3 separate regions of the Mus musculus genome follow, and all the other regions are linked to region 1. A link is a contact called in public promoter capture Hi-C data. All regions are on one chromosome and are shown on one strand. The core of a region is the stretch at or near the end of the contact, and the rest is flanking DNA. Distances in the headings are between cores, read along the strand shown. Region 1 holds the start of Mettl26 (methyltransferase like 26). Region 2 holds the start of Phf1 (PHD finger protein 1). Region 3 holds the start of Ggnbp1 (gametogenetin binding protein 1).

Region 1 (3,739 bases), core at 96-2,595:
AGGGAGAGTCTGACTCAGGTCCAGTCAAGGTCACTACCAATGTCAGACATCCATAACCATCTGTCAGGGGCTGCTCAGAGTGGGTGAGGGGTTGGACTTCAGGACTTTCCCCGAGTCTGGACTGATAACTTTTCAGAGGCATTTCTAGAGTGGCCACCCTATATCTCATCCTTGGGCCATGTCACTCACATAGTTTAACAGTTTGACTACACTCACACCCCTGGTCACTCCGGCTGAATAGACACCTCAAACACAGCCCCAAGCAGGAGCCATGTTTAACCCTGAGCTCCATGATGTAGTATGGGGCAGAGTAGCCCACGCAACCTTTGAACTAACTGTTGGCAATCAAGCGTGAACGTCTCGGACATTTTCTAAAATCCAGCCCCTGTGAGAAATGAACCACTTCAAACCACACAAAGGTGAGAATCAGAGAAGTACCCTTGTCCGTGCACTTGTCGCTTCGAATTTCATTTCAATAGTCACTGACCGCCTCCTGCTATCTATCCGTGGACCTCGAGCTAATGCCAGCCGTCTCAGCGTCACACAAAGCTCATCTGAGCCCAAAGTGTCCCAGACCCGAGGATTCCTGCATCTGGGTTCCCCAAGCTCCATTCTGTTACCGCCCATGCCCACAAGGCTTGGCTTGTTGAACCTCAGGACCTGAGCGCGACCTCAGGCTTCCAAGAGATCGCGACCGCTATGGTTTCCATGGCGCAGAACCAAATCCTGTCTATAAATCTCACGGTACCCACATTTTCTCCTTTCCCTTGGACGACAGCAACAACACTTTGGGATCTGGTGGGATATGTTGTTCTGCAAACGCTTGCCAATAGAGAAACGGAGCGCAACAGAAAAGACACAGGCATAATGCTGTTACATTAACATGCTTGCGTCACAATTCGTATGCCCTACGGACTGCAGTCTCGCTCAACAGCGCCGCTGGTGTAGTGGTATCATGCAAGATTCCCATTCTTGCGACCCGGGTTCGATTCCCGGGCGGCGCATGTTCTTTTTATTTTCCCGTTCATCTCTGAAAAGGAAGGATGCCTTGCAATCTTAAACACCATTCCAAAAAAGGTGAGGCGCAAACGCAACAAATGAGCTTTTAAACAAATACAGCTGAAAGACTCCAGGAAACCATAGCCTCTACTCGAGCCTTGTTCCTTGTCCGAAGTCACCGCTAAATCCCGGCCGCCGGAATCAGTTTCCCGCAGATGCAAACCCTTTTAGGAGTTGAGAGGCCTCCTAACAGTTATACTGTTGCAAGCGGCTGGCCCTTTCGACCACAACTCCCGTAGTGCCCCGCGCAGGAGCTGGACCACAGCTCCCGTGGTGCCCCGCGCGCATTCTGGCTGGGGCTGGCCGCACCGCTGCGATGATGATGGCTGCGGCTGCTGAGAGAAACAAGGAGCCCATCCTGTCCGTACTCCGCCAGTATGTGGATCCTGCCCAGCGCTGTGTTCGCGTGCTCGAGGTGGCCTCGGGCTCTGGACAGCACGCGGCACACTTTGCACAGGCCTTCCCGAATGCCGAGTGGCAGCCGTCGGACGTGGACCAACGCTGCCTGGACAGGTGCGGCGGCGCGGTGTCTTTCCCTTGCGGCCGCTTGGGGCTGAGTGAACGGCGGGGCTGGCAGACCGGAAATCAGGACAGGCCTAGGTTTGGGTGCCAGACTGAGGTAGTAGAAGCAATGGGCTGTAGGGTCGACAAAGATACCCGCTTGCTGCTCCTCAGGACTTTCCCCCCACACCCCGATCACTGAGGGGCCTCGTCAGCCCTTGCCCATGCGCTGCTGCTCTCCACAGCATTGCCGCCACCACCCGAGCCCAAGGGTTGTCCAATGTGAAGGCTCCGCTGTACCTGGACGTGACCTGGGAGTGGGAGCAATGGGGCGGCATCCCACCCCGATCGCTGGACCTGTTGCTCTGCATCAATATGATCCACATCAGCCCCCTGAACTGCACAGAGGTGGGGACCACTGTGGAGCCCAGCTTTCACGTTGCAAAGAGGAAAGCATGAGTCTCCAGCTCCCGGCTTACTGTGCCCTACTTGCCTTCCTCTGCAGGGGCTCTTTAGAGCAGCAGGACACCTGCTCAAAACCAAGGCTGTGCTGATCACCTACGGGGTGAGTGACCCTACCTTAAGACACCCCTATCAGCCTTGGGTGTTTCCCCACTCTTGAAGCCCAGGGCCCGGGACCTAGCTAGCCCTTTTCCTTCTTGAGTGCAGAAAAAAGTTATTCTTTCTATACTCCTATGGAAAGAACTCCATCCTATCCTGCAAACTAGCTGTGTGGGAACGACTGACTTTGGGCCTATGTATTGTGTCTTGTTCTCACAGCCCTATGCCGTCAATGGGAAGATCTCTCCCCAGAGCAACGTGGACTTTGACCTGACCCTCAGATGCAGGTCAGATCTGGCTAGGAGGTAGCTTGGCTCAGAGAGAGGGTAGGCGGGATCATAACCTCAACTCTGCAAATGCCTTCTACCTTCCTCCCCAACTGCAGGAACCCAGAGTGGGGGCTTCGTGACACAGTCCTTCTGGAGGAACTAGGCCAGGCCAGTGGCTTGGTCCTGGAGAGGATGGTAGGCAGGGCGATGTGGGGGTGGGGAGCCTCCCTGTGATTAAGAGTCACTCCAGCCTGGCATGGTGGCGCACGCCTGTAATCCCAGCACTTGGGAGGCAGAGTGAGTTCCAGGACAGCCAAGGCTACACAGAGAAACCCTGTCTCGAAAAAACCAAAAACAACAACAACAAAAAAAAAACCAAGTCACTCCAGCAAAGCGTTTTTCCAGGTGGACATGCCAGCCAACAACAAGTGCCTGATTTTTCGGAAAGAATAGCATCTCTGTCAAAAGTTGTCACGGTACAAGCTAGACCTCAGCCCCTCCCTCAGTCCTTGGGATAAATTAGCCCCTCCTGGTCTGGTGGCCACAGGGCTGTAGAGAACCTGTTCTGAAGGGGCCTTAAAATAAATCCTTTCCAGCCCACTGTGGGCTATCTATACCACATTGCTTGCTGGGAATACCTGGGAGAGGGCGAAAGGGGACCGGTCTGGGAGATGATTAGGGCTTGGGGTGGGTGTAGCTGAAGCAGGACTGAGCTGACTTTCTCCTATGTCCCTGGAGACAAGCTTGTATGTCTGTCTGAGGGCTCCCAAGAGTGAGTTGGTGCTACTTGGTGACCTCAACTAGGAACTGGAAGCTCCATCTACTGGAAGGATTCCAACTGAATAGATAGGGCTGGTGGGGGTGCGGTGGAGACAGTGCTGGTGGGGGTGAGGAGTGGGGTGGAGATAGTGTTGGTGGGAGTGGGGTGGAGATGGTGCTGGTGGGGGTGGGAGTGGGGTGGAGATGGTGCTGGTGGGGGTGGGGAGTGGGGTGGAGATAGTGTTGGTGGGAGTGGGGTGGAGATGGTGCTGGTGGGGGTGGGGGTGGGGGCGCTGCAGCTAGAAGGGACCCAGAGGCTATGACTCCCACAGGCAAGGACATTTATTCAGCAGGAAGGAGGGCAGGGATGGGGATCGTGCATAAAACTAGTCTTGGAAGCGGTTGAGCAGTTCACAAGCCTTCTTCTCGAGCAGTTCCACAATCTTCTTGACTCGCTTCTCGCTGGCAGCACGGACATAGCTGTTGGCGTCCAACACAGCCACACCTTCACGAACCTCACCCATGATGACCAGTGGCCCATCGACAGCTGTCACGTTGGGGCATGGGCAGGCCCAGTCCATGCCACTCAA
Region 2 (3,787 bases), core at 886-3,385, 1.1 Mb after region 1:
CCTAGTAGTCTATGTCTCCAATTTTCTTCTGTGGTGATTTTTTTTTTCCTCAGGAGCCCTAGTTTTCCTTCTTTCTTTCTTTTTAATATTTATTTATTTATTATATGTAAGTACACTGTAGCTGTCTTCAGACACACCAGAAGAGGGAGTCAGATCTCATTACAAATGGTTGTGAGCCACCATGTGGTTGCTGGGATTTGAACTCAGGACCTTCGGAAGAGCAGTTGAGTGCTCTTACTTGTTGAGCCATCTCACCAGCCCCTCTTTCTTTTTTTTAAAGATTTATTTATTTCCTGTATGTAAGTGTACTGTCACTGACACACCAGAAGAGGGCATCAGATCTCATTACAAATGGTTGTGAACCACCATGTGGTTGCTGGGAATTGAACTTGGGACCTCTGGAAGAGCAGTCAGTGCTCTTAACTGCTGAGCCATCTCTCCAGCCCCAGGAGCTCTAGTTTTCAAAGGAGTTTAATGTCTTGACAGGAGTGCTTTGGTGTGTCTAGTCCAGGGTGTTGCTGAAAATGGAGACCTCTCTGCTACTGTAGTTTTTGTGTAGGTGTCTCAGTTAGCTTTCTAATAATGTGATAAAACTCCATGATCAAAAACAAGGTGAAATAGAAAGAACTAGTCCATGTCCAGGGATGTCAGATCAGTAACTTCTTTAGGCCATAATGGAGTGCTGTTTACTGCTCGCTCCTCTTGGCTTCCTCAGCCGGTTTTCTTACCTCATTGGGGAACCACCTTTTCAGGGGTGGCACTGGCCCACACTAGGGTTGGGTCCTCCAACATCAATCATTGATTAAGAAAAGGCTTGCTCACAGGCCAATCTGATGGGATATTTTCTCAATTGAGGTCCCCTCTTCTCAAATGAGGAGTAGCCGGTGTCATGTTGACATAAAAACTAGCCAGCACTATAAAGCTTCGTCTTTTCAGTCCGGTCTCTTCCAGGCTTAGTGGACATAGCATCACCATCCCTCCAGGGGGCAGGCTGGACCTGCTTCCATAACAGAGACTTCAGAGATTCAGATGTGGGCCCAGCACGGGGCAGAGTGGGAAGGCTTCTCATCTGTAACCCTTGACCTTGTGTGACCCTGTTTATCTGTCCACAGGTGAACCAGTGTGTCATTGGTACTGCTCAGGCTAATAAGAAGTGAAGTCGGATCCAGAGCCCTTGCAAGCCAGTGCGCATGCGTCTCTGTTTTAGTGTGTATTTATTCGGTGGGGGTGGGTGGGAGTTGAGACATGATATTACTGGGTATTTATTATGTAATAAAGAATAATCTTTTGTATGTTAATCCTTTTCTTAATCTTAGATTTTAAAAAATTGTGTGCAGTTGTTTTGCCTGAGTGTATATGCATGCACCATGTGCATGTCTCCTGCTCCAGTGAGTTCAGAACAGGGCTTCAGGTCCTTCAAGAACTGGGATTATGGAATACATGTGGGTCCTCTGCAAAATCAGTCAGTGCTCTTAACCGCCCAGCCATCTTCCCAGCCCGGCCCTTGTTACAGCTCTAAACGGTTTTATTAACTTAACGGTTTTAGCTGCCAAAGGAAGGTATTGTAAATAAATACTGTAAGCACGTAGAAATGTCCATTGTGATGTGTTTGCAGAGTGAGGCTATGGGCTTTCACTTGGTGGGGCACACTTTGCCGTCCTGATGCCTCTTCTCTACCCTTCGGCACTGGGCCCTCTTAACAATTTCTTAGGACTGCCAGGCCCCAGCCCCAGCCCAGAACAGGAATGCTCTTGTCTGGTGTGACTGCCAGTGCACTCCACAATCTCTTTCTTTCCCTGCCCACCGGTTCGAACCATGGTTCCGTGCCGCCTAGTGCCTATTGGCTGGTGTGGGCACGTCACTAACTCAGTACTAGTTCCAAATAGCCCCTTGTCCTTTCCCTCCCAGGAGGAGCAAACCTACACCAGTGCTCTCGCGGCCGGAGGAGTGGCCGTGTGCCCAGGTGCGGCGCACAGGCGGGGTTACGCGTGCGCAGAAGGGCGGGGCGACAGGCAGCGTGAATGGGGAGGGCGGTGCCGCGTGCGGAGGCGGAGCTTGGAGTGGCCACGGGGGCGGGGCAGCTAACGGATGTGGCATGGGGCGGGGCCCGGCCCTGACCTGCAGGCTAGCTGCCAAGAAGGTTATTTCCTGCTGACCCAGAGCAAGCCTCCCATCCGAAAAAGGGGCTGCAGGGATTTCCTCGACCTCCGCGACCGGCCGCGCCCCCAACAGCGCAGCGCCCTCCGGGCCCGCTGGAGGTGAGGGAGGTGCTGCCTGCCCGTCCCTCTGTCGTCTCCTCCCCCTGGTGCTCCCCACCCTCCACTCTCCTCCCTCCTTCTGTCGACTCCTCCTGCCGCTGCTGCTGCTTTGGCTGCTGCGTCATACGCCCCAGAGCCGCCAGGACGGAGGGGCTGGGCCCGGGGACCCCCTGGCCTCCGCCTGCACGCCCCCCGGCGCTCACACTCAGTCTTCCCGCACCGGAGACTCATCCAGGTCTCTTGAGTCTGACCCTACCTGGCTTCCAGCTGCCCCGGCTGTCACCGGTAAGGAGGAGGCGGGAGGCCTGGAGAGGGGGGCAGGGAGCTGGGGGTCGGTGAGGAAGAAGGGTTGGAGAGCCTCCTGGTCTCAGCTTAGGGTCTGTGCTGGGGCGACTCAAGTCCCTCCTTGGACTGACAGTGTAGGGGAGTAGAGACTTGGACAGGGACACGCCCCCCTCTTGGGGCACTCAGGGAAGTTATCTAATCCCGGGTCAGAGAGCCCCAAATTTGAGGGTGACCTAACATCACCTGGCACCAGGGTGGTGGTTCTAAATAAGACACACAGGCCTGGGGAGGCAGCTGTTTCTACTCGGGAAACGTCTTCAGAAAAGCTCCCAAAACATCTCTGGGCAACAGATTGCCCCATTTAGGATCCCTGTAAACAGCTGGGCAAGGTGAAGCTAAGCGGTAACCTTGATTCCGCAAAGATCATTTCACCTGAGTCCCTAGGAGCTGGGAAACTACAAAACGAGGCAGGGGAGATGGAAAAGAGTAGAGTCGAGAAGCTGACCAGAGCCACCCACCTTTATAGGGCTCAGGATTAGAAGACTGGGGCGTTGGAGCTGCTCCACCAGGAACAGGGTTTCTTTATCCATAAGAGAAAACAACGAGCTCAGGGAAACTTTCTCAGCACCCATAACTCTAACCATCCTATCTTGGAATAGGCCCCCCCAGGATGCAATGGCGCAGCTCCCCCGGCTGAGCCGTTTGGGTGCCCCCTCTCTCTGGGATCCAGCTTCCCCTGCTCCCACCTCAGGCCCCAGACCTCGGCTTTGGGAAGGCCAAGATGTGCTGGCCAGATGGACTGATGGGCTGCTGTACTTGGGTACCATCAAAAAGGTAAGACCCACCTCTGATCTCACTGCCTTCCCAGTCTCCAGTCAGTTCTCATTCCCATTTTAGCATCACTGGGCACCCATTCCAGGTGGACAGTGCTCGAGAGGTGTGTCTGGTCCAGTTTGAGGACGATTCCCAGTTTCTGGTTCTATGGAAGGATATCAGCCCAGGTGAGACCTTCAGACTGAAGCCTGTGACAGCAGAAGCTGGAGTGGGTGGGGACACTGGTTGTTGGTAGGCCTCCTGACACTTTGTTCCCTCACAGCTGCCCTCCCTGGGGAGGAGCTGCTCTGTTGTGTGTGTCGCTCTGAGACCGTGGTACCTGGGAACCGGCTGGTCAGCTGTGAGAAGTGTCGCCATGGTGAGAGGCCAGGATACTTAGGTGGTGCAGTCTGCCCTGGGTCTTCTGGGTT
Region 3 (3,981 bases), core at 756-3,255, 1.2 Mb after region 1:
GGGCACCTCTCCTTCCAACCACTGCTTGGAAGTGAGCTGGGGTCTCTCACAGTCTCCCCAGTGTACCTCACTGCTACAGCACACAGTGTGCCAAATCACACCATACTCTTTGGTGCTGTCTTCTTTGGTTATTGGTTTATTTATCTACCTACCTACCTGTCTATTTGTTCATTTCAGACAGGTTCCCTCTAGGCAGCCTGAGGAAAGTCTTGTATCCCTGATCCTCCTGACTCAGCCATTGGCTGGCTGGTGTTATAGCCACACCCAAGCCCGTTTTCCTCTTTGACCTGTCTCAGAGTTCGGTTAGTTCCTGAGGCAAGACCTTTCACTTTCAGTTTGCACCCTTTCAAGAGTTCCCACCCCTATGTGGGCCACCTCCATCACTGCAGGAAGCACTCTTTGAAAAGGGGTGGGGGAGGGCCGGCTCCCCTTCACCTCCCTCTTCATTGATGGAGACAGGGTGAGCAGACAGACCCTCCTCTTGCCATCCCTGAGAGCCAGGCCTCATCAAGACAACCCTCTGCTGGGCATAGTCTACCCAACGGCTCCTTCCGGGATAGGGTGCTCTTCCTGGTACCTTGTAATCCCAGGCCAGCAGGGCCAGGGGACGCTGACTTCATCCACATCTCTCTCTCTCAAAATAATAATAGTAATAATAACACCACCCTGGAGGCTTACTGTTAGAGAGCAGGAAGAGTCTCAGAAAAGCCCTCCACAGCCAGTGCTGCCCTGGCCCACCTGGCCCCCATCCAAGTCGCCTTGACTTCCCATTATGTCCACTGGCTGGGCCCAGGATGCATGTTCCTCACAACCGACCACTAGGCTGTACCTAGAATCATTCTGGGGGAGGACTGTCCGTGTCCTGGTACAGCAGGGAGTATCAACCGTATAATTTCTGTCTCTGTTCATGACCTTGACCCTCCCCTCCTTCCACATAAAAGTCCAGGGCCACCAGAACCGGGCAGGAAGGGGCGCTTCTGATGTATAGCCAGAGGCCCTGTGTGAACCATGCCTGCAGCTTCCCTTTCAGAACCTCCCAGGGAAGCCACATCAAGGCCTCCCTCCTCACCGGGTTGCCGATGGAGGTTTCTGCCCCACCCTGGGCCAGAATTGCCCAGGATTAGGACGGTGGGATTTGGCACTGGCTGCCCGTGTACCTGAATGACTCTGCTCCAGATGTGGGATGGCTCAGCCGTGCAAAGACGAAGACCCCGAAGGGCTTGCTGGCTGCTTCCAGGGGCCAAGGTTTCAGGCCTGACTGGCAGGAACTGGTATCAGTGGATTCATGGTGCTGGATGCCGCCTCGGGTTGCCTCTTGGCCCAGGAAACCTCGCGACTTTGTGACCATAGAGGAGGTCCCAGCTCCCGGCAATGACCAGCTCCCTCTAGAGGAAGTTCTCGGTGGCCGCCGGATGCAGGCGCTCAGGGAGGCTGCTGCTTAGGGGAAGGTCCTCGGCCGGGCTTGGAAGCAGCTACAGCCTCCCCTGCCTGCCCTGTCCCAGCCAAGGGGAAAAGCGTTCTGTTTTCTGCCTTTCCTGTCTCTGATTCCCGGGCCTCCTCTTCCATCTTCTCCCTCTAGTGAAAAGCAAACCACAGACAACAACAAAAACCAGGATGAGCTGACCTGCAGTCCCAGCGTTCAAGAGGCTGAAGCAGGAGGATCATGAAATAGAGGCCAGCCTGTGCTACTAACACCCTAAAAGAGAGGAGGAGGAGGGGGAAGGGGAGGAAGAAGAGGAGGAGGAGGGGCAGCTCAGAATTTGTGCTGTCCTAGATCCCTGCAGCCTGGCAGCTGCAGGGACTGATCTCAAACCCAGAGTAAACAGGAGTTTATGGATAGACAGGAGCATATGATGTCCTGTTCTCAGCGTGTGCACCCTCCTCCCCCCCCCCCCCGGCCGCCCTATCTGCCTTCAGCCAGGCTTCCACAGCCTGTGGGTGCTGTTGTGTTATGTCTCACCATCCCTCAATCTCCAGCCTTCCTCTGAGACCTGCTGAGCTGGACCCTGGCTAGCTCCCTCTACCCCTCTACCCGCTTTCCTTCCAGTAGACCCCCCCCCACCAGCCTCCAGTTATAGCCTCCCCCCACCCCCACCTCCTCTTTGCCTTCTAGAACTTCTGGAAGTTTCCAACTGGAGGTTTCTGCTAGCAGTTGGTCCTGGGCTGGCTGCCATGGCTTCTCCCTGAGTCGGGGTCCCACTCAGGATGGCAGCCCCGGCGCGGACCCCTCGGTCACGGATCTTAGGCTGCTCCTCCATGCTGCGCTTTCTCCGAAACCTGGTGGGGAGTAAGGGCGGTTCTAAGAGCACTAACAAGCCCCTGACCAGGAGCCAGCCCAGCTCCTCATGGGAGCAAGATGTTGTCTCCCCAATGATGGGCCACCAGGGAGGTCGTGGGAGGAAGGAGCCCCGGGCCAAGGTCCACTCTGCAGCTTCCTCTAATGGGAAGAGGGAGCCCCCGCCCAGGGTTCTCTCTGCAGCTCCCTCCAACCCGAGGCATGATGCCTTTGAGCTGGGCACTGGGGACTCAGGGTCCCAGACCCTCACCTCCAAGGATGTCCCGAAGCTAAGGGCCCAGGGTGTTGAGGTAACATCAGTTCCTCTCAGAGGAACCTGGGAGGTTCTGGAGCAGCTACCTGAGAAGAAAGGAGAGGAGGAGGAGCCAGTAGGGGAGGTCTCCGGGGCCTCAGACAGGTGAGGGGCTGGTGCTGCTGGTGCTAGGGCTGGTGGGGTAGCCTGATCTAGCTAGAACAGAAGGAGGATGCAGGCATGAGGGCCATGACTAGAAGCCCACAGCTGTAATGGGCTGGGGTAAGGGGTCCTGAATAGTGAAAGCCATGAGGGACAGTTAAGGGTCCCAAGGGAGGGAGGGTCAGCAAACAGGGCTGTGTGAGGAGTGGCTGGGAACTGAGGTGTGGCTTCAGAGTGGAGTACCGCCTGCCTAGCACGGTCCAGGCCTGGGTTTAGTCCCCAGCACAACAAAACACATTGGTGGCACACATCTTTCATCCCAGCACTCAGGAGGCAGAGGCAGGCAGATCTCTGCATTTGAGGCCAGCCTGGTCTACAGCTAGGGCCACACCGAGGGGTATCTTGTCTTGAAAAAACAAAGAACAACCAAAGAAAATATCCTAGAGGCTAGGAAGGGTGCACTAGAGTCTGGACAGAAGTACGCTGAAGTAGGCTCTGCTCCAGCCTGTACCCCTACTTTCCTGCCTGGCTTTCTCTCCCACTGGTCTTAGCAGCAGTTCCCTGTCTGGAAGGTGCCTAGCTCCCCACATCCTATGTCCCCCAGAGGTGGTAGGGAAACCCCTCTGTTAGCTATCCCAGGGAACAGAGCAGGTCCGTGGAGAGACTCAAGGTAGAGTCAGGCCACATTTGTGGGTGTCCCCTGACCCCACCTGACTGTGGCTTTGGGTTTAGGGAGCATTTTGGCCAGGCCCTGGAGACAGAACAAGGATGCTTACAGTGGGTTCCGGGACCACTGGCGCTCACCCCTGGGGCCTTCATCAAGGAGGAAGAGGATGAACACTGCCCAATTGAGTTTGGTAAGGATGCAGGTGGGAGGGGCAGAGGGGAGGGGAGCAGAAATGGATGCCTCTCCTCTAAGACTTCTGGGGGTGGGGGTGGGGCAGGAGCCCAGCAGGGCATGAGGCAGAATCTGAGGTTGGAACCCCACTTGCTCCACGCCGTGTCATGTGACAGAGGAGCATTGCTGGGTATCTCTGCCTACTCTCCTCACCCATAAAATGGACATGGGCAACAAGGGCCTCTGAGGCATCTAAAGATCAGTGAGGTATCAAGGGCTAGATGAAGGCTGAGCACACAGTAGGGCCTGGTACACAGTAGGCACCGTGCTGCGACTCATTCTAATCCCAGCACTTAAAGGGGCCCAAGAGAACTGAGTTCAAGCCTAGCCCAGCTTCTTCAAGGTGCTGTGCTGCAGGATATTTGATCACACCATGAACCCCAAGATTGTTTT

The links. Promoter capture Hi-C pulls out the DNA fragments that hold promoters and counts their contacts. Capture Hi-C pulls out chosen DNA fragments and counts their contacts.
Region 2: a contact with region 1 is called in a promoter capture Hi-C map of adipose tissue, with 2.8 times the contacts expected there. The contact joins the promoter of Phf1 here to the promoter of Mettl26 in region 1. A contact is called at or near these places in 3 of 39 promoter capture datasets (the 3T3-L1 cell line, hippocampal neurons and liver), 1 of 115 datasets of contacts at active chromatin or transcription factors (pancreatic cancer cells) and 1 of 9 other capture datasets (adipose tissue).
Region 3: a contact with region 1 is called in a promoter capture Hi-C map of embryonic stem cells, with 4 times the contacts expected there. The contact joins the promoter of Ggnbp1 here to the promoter of Mettl26 in region 1. A contact is called at or near these places in 8 of 39 promoter capture datasets (the C10 cell line, embryonic stem cells, hematopoietic stem and progenitor cells and 4 more) and 1 of 115 datasets of contacts at active chromatin or transcription factors (pancreatic cancer cells).

The regions. Positions count from the first base shown.
Region 1 is chr17:25,874,155-25,877,893 of GRCm38.p6, forward strand. It overlaps Mettl26 (methyltransferase like 26), which reads left to right and starts at 1,346. Exons shown (of 6, transcript NM_026686.2): 1 at 1,346-1,572; 2 at 1,806-1,968; 3 at 2,066-2,125; 4 at 2,341-2,408; 5 at 2,507-2,585; 6 at 2,796-3,009. The coding sequence starts at 1,376. The coding sequence ends at 2,843. n-TGccc7 (a tRNA gene) reads left to right here and starts at 934; the gene lies at 934-1,004. Wfikkn1 (WAP, FS, Ig, KU, and NTR-containing protein 1) reads right to left here. Exons shown (of 2, transcript NM_001100454.1): 2 at 3,474-3,739. The coding sequence ends at 3,536.
Region 2 is chr17:26,930,992-26,934,778 of GRCm38.p6, forward strand. It overlaps Phf1 (PHD finger protein 1), which reads left to right and starts at 2,136. Exons shown (of 15, transcript NM_009343.3): 1 at 2,136-2,543; 2 at 3,203-3,377; 3 at 3,463-3,544; 4 at 3,640-3,735. The coding sequence starts at 3,219. Kifc5b (kinesin family member C5B) reads left to right here. Exons shown (of 11, transcript NM_053173.2): 11 at 1,113-1,588. The coding sequence ends at 1,157.
Region 3 is chr17:27,027,254-27,031,234 of GRCm38.p6, forward strand. Ggnbp1 (gametogenetin binding protein 1) reads left to right here and starts at 2,006. Exons shown (of 6, transcript NM_027544.2): 1 at 2,006-2,693; 2 at 3,423-3,547. The coding sequence starts at 2,206. Bak1 (BCL2-antagonist/killer 1) reads right to left here and starts at 1,374. Exons shown (of 6, transcript NM_007523.3): 1 at 1,158-1,374.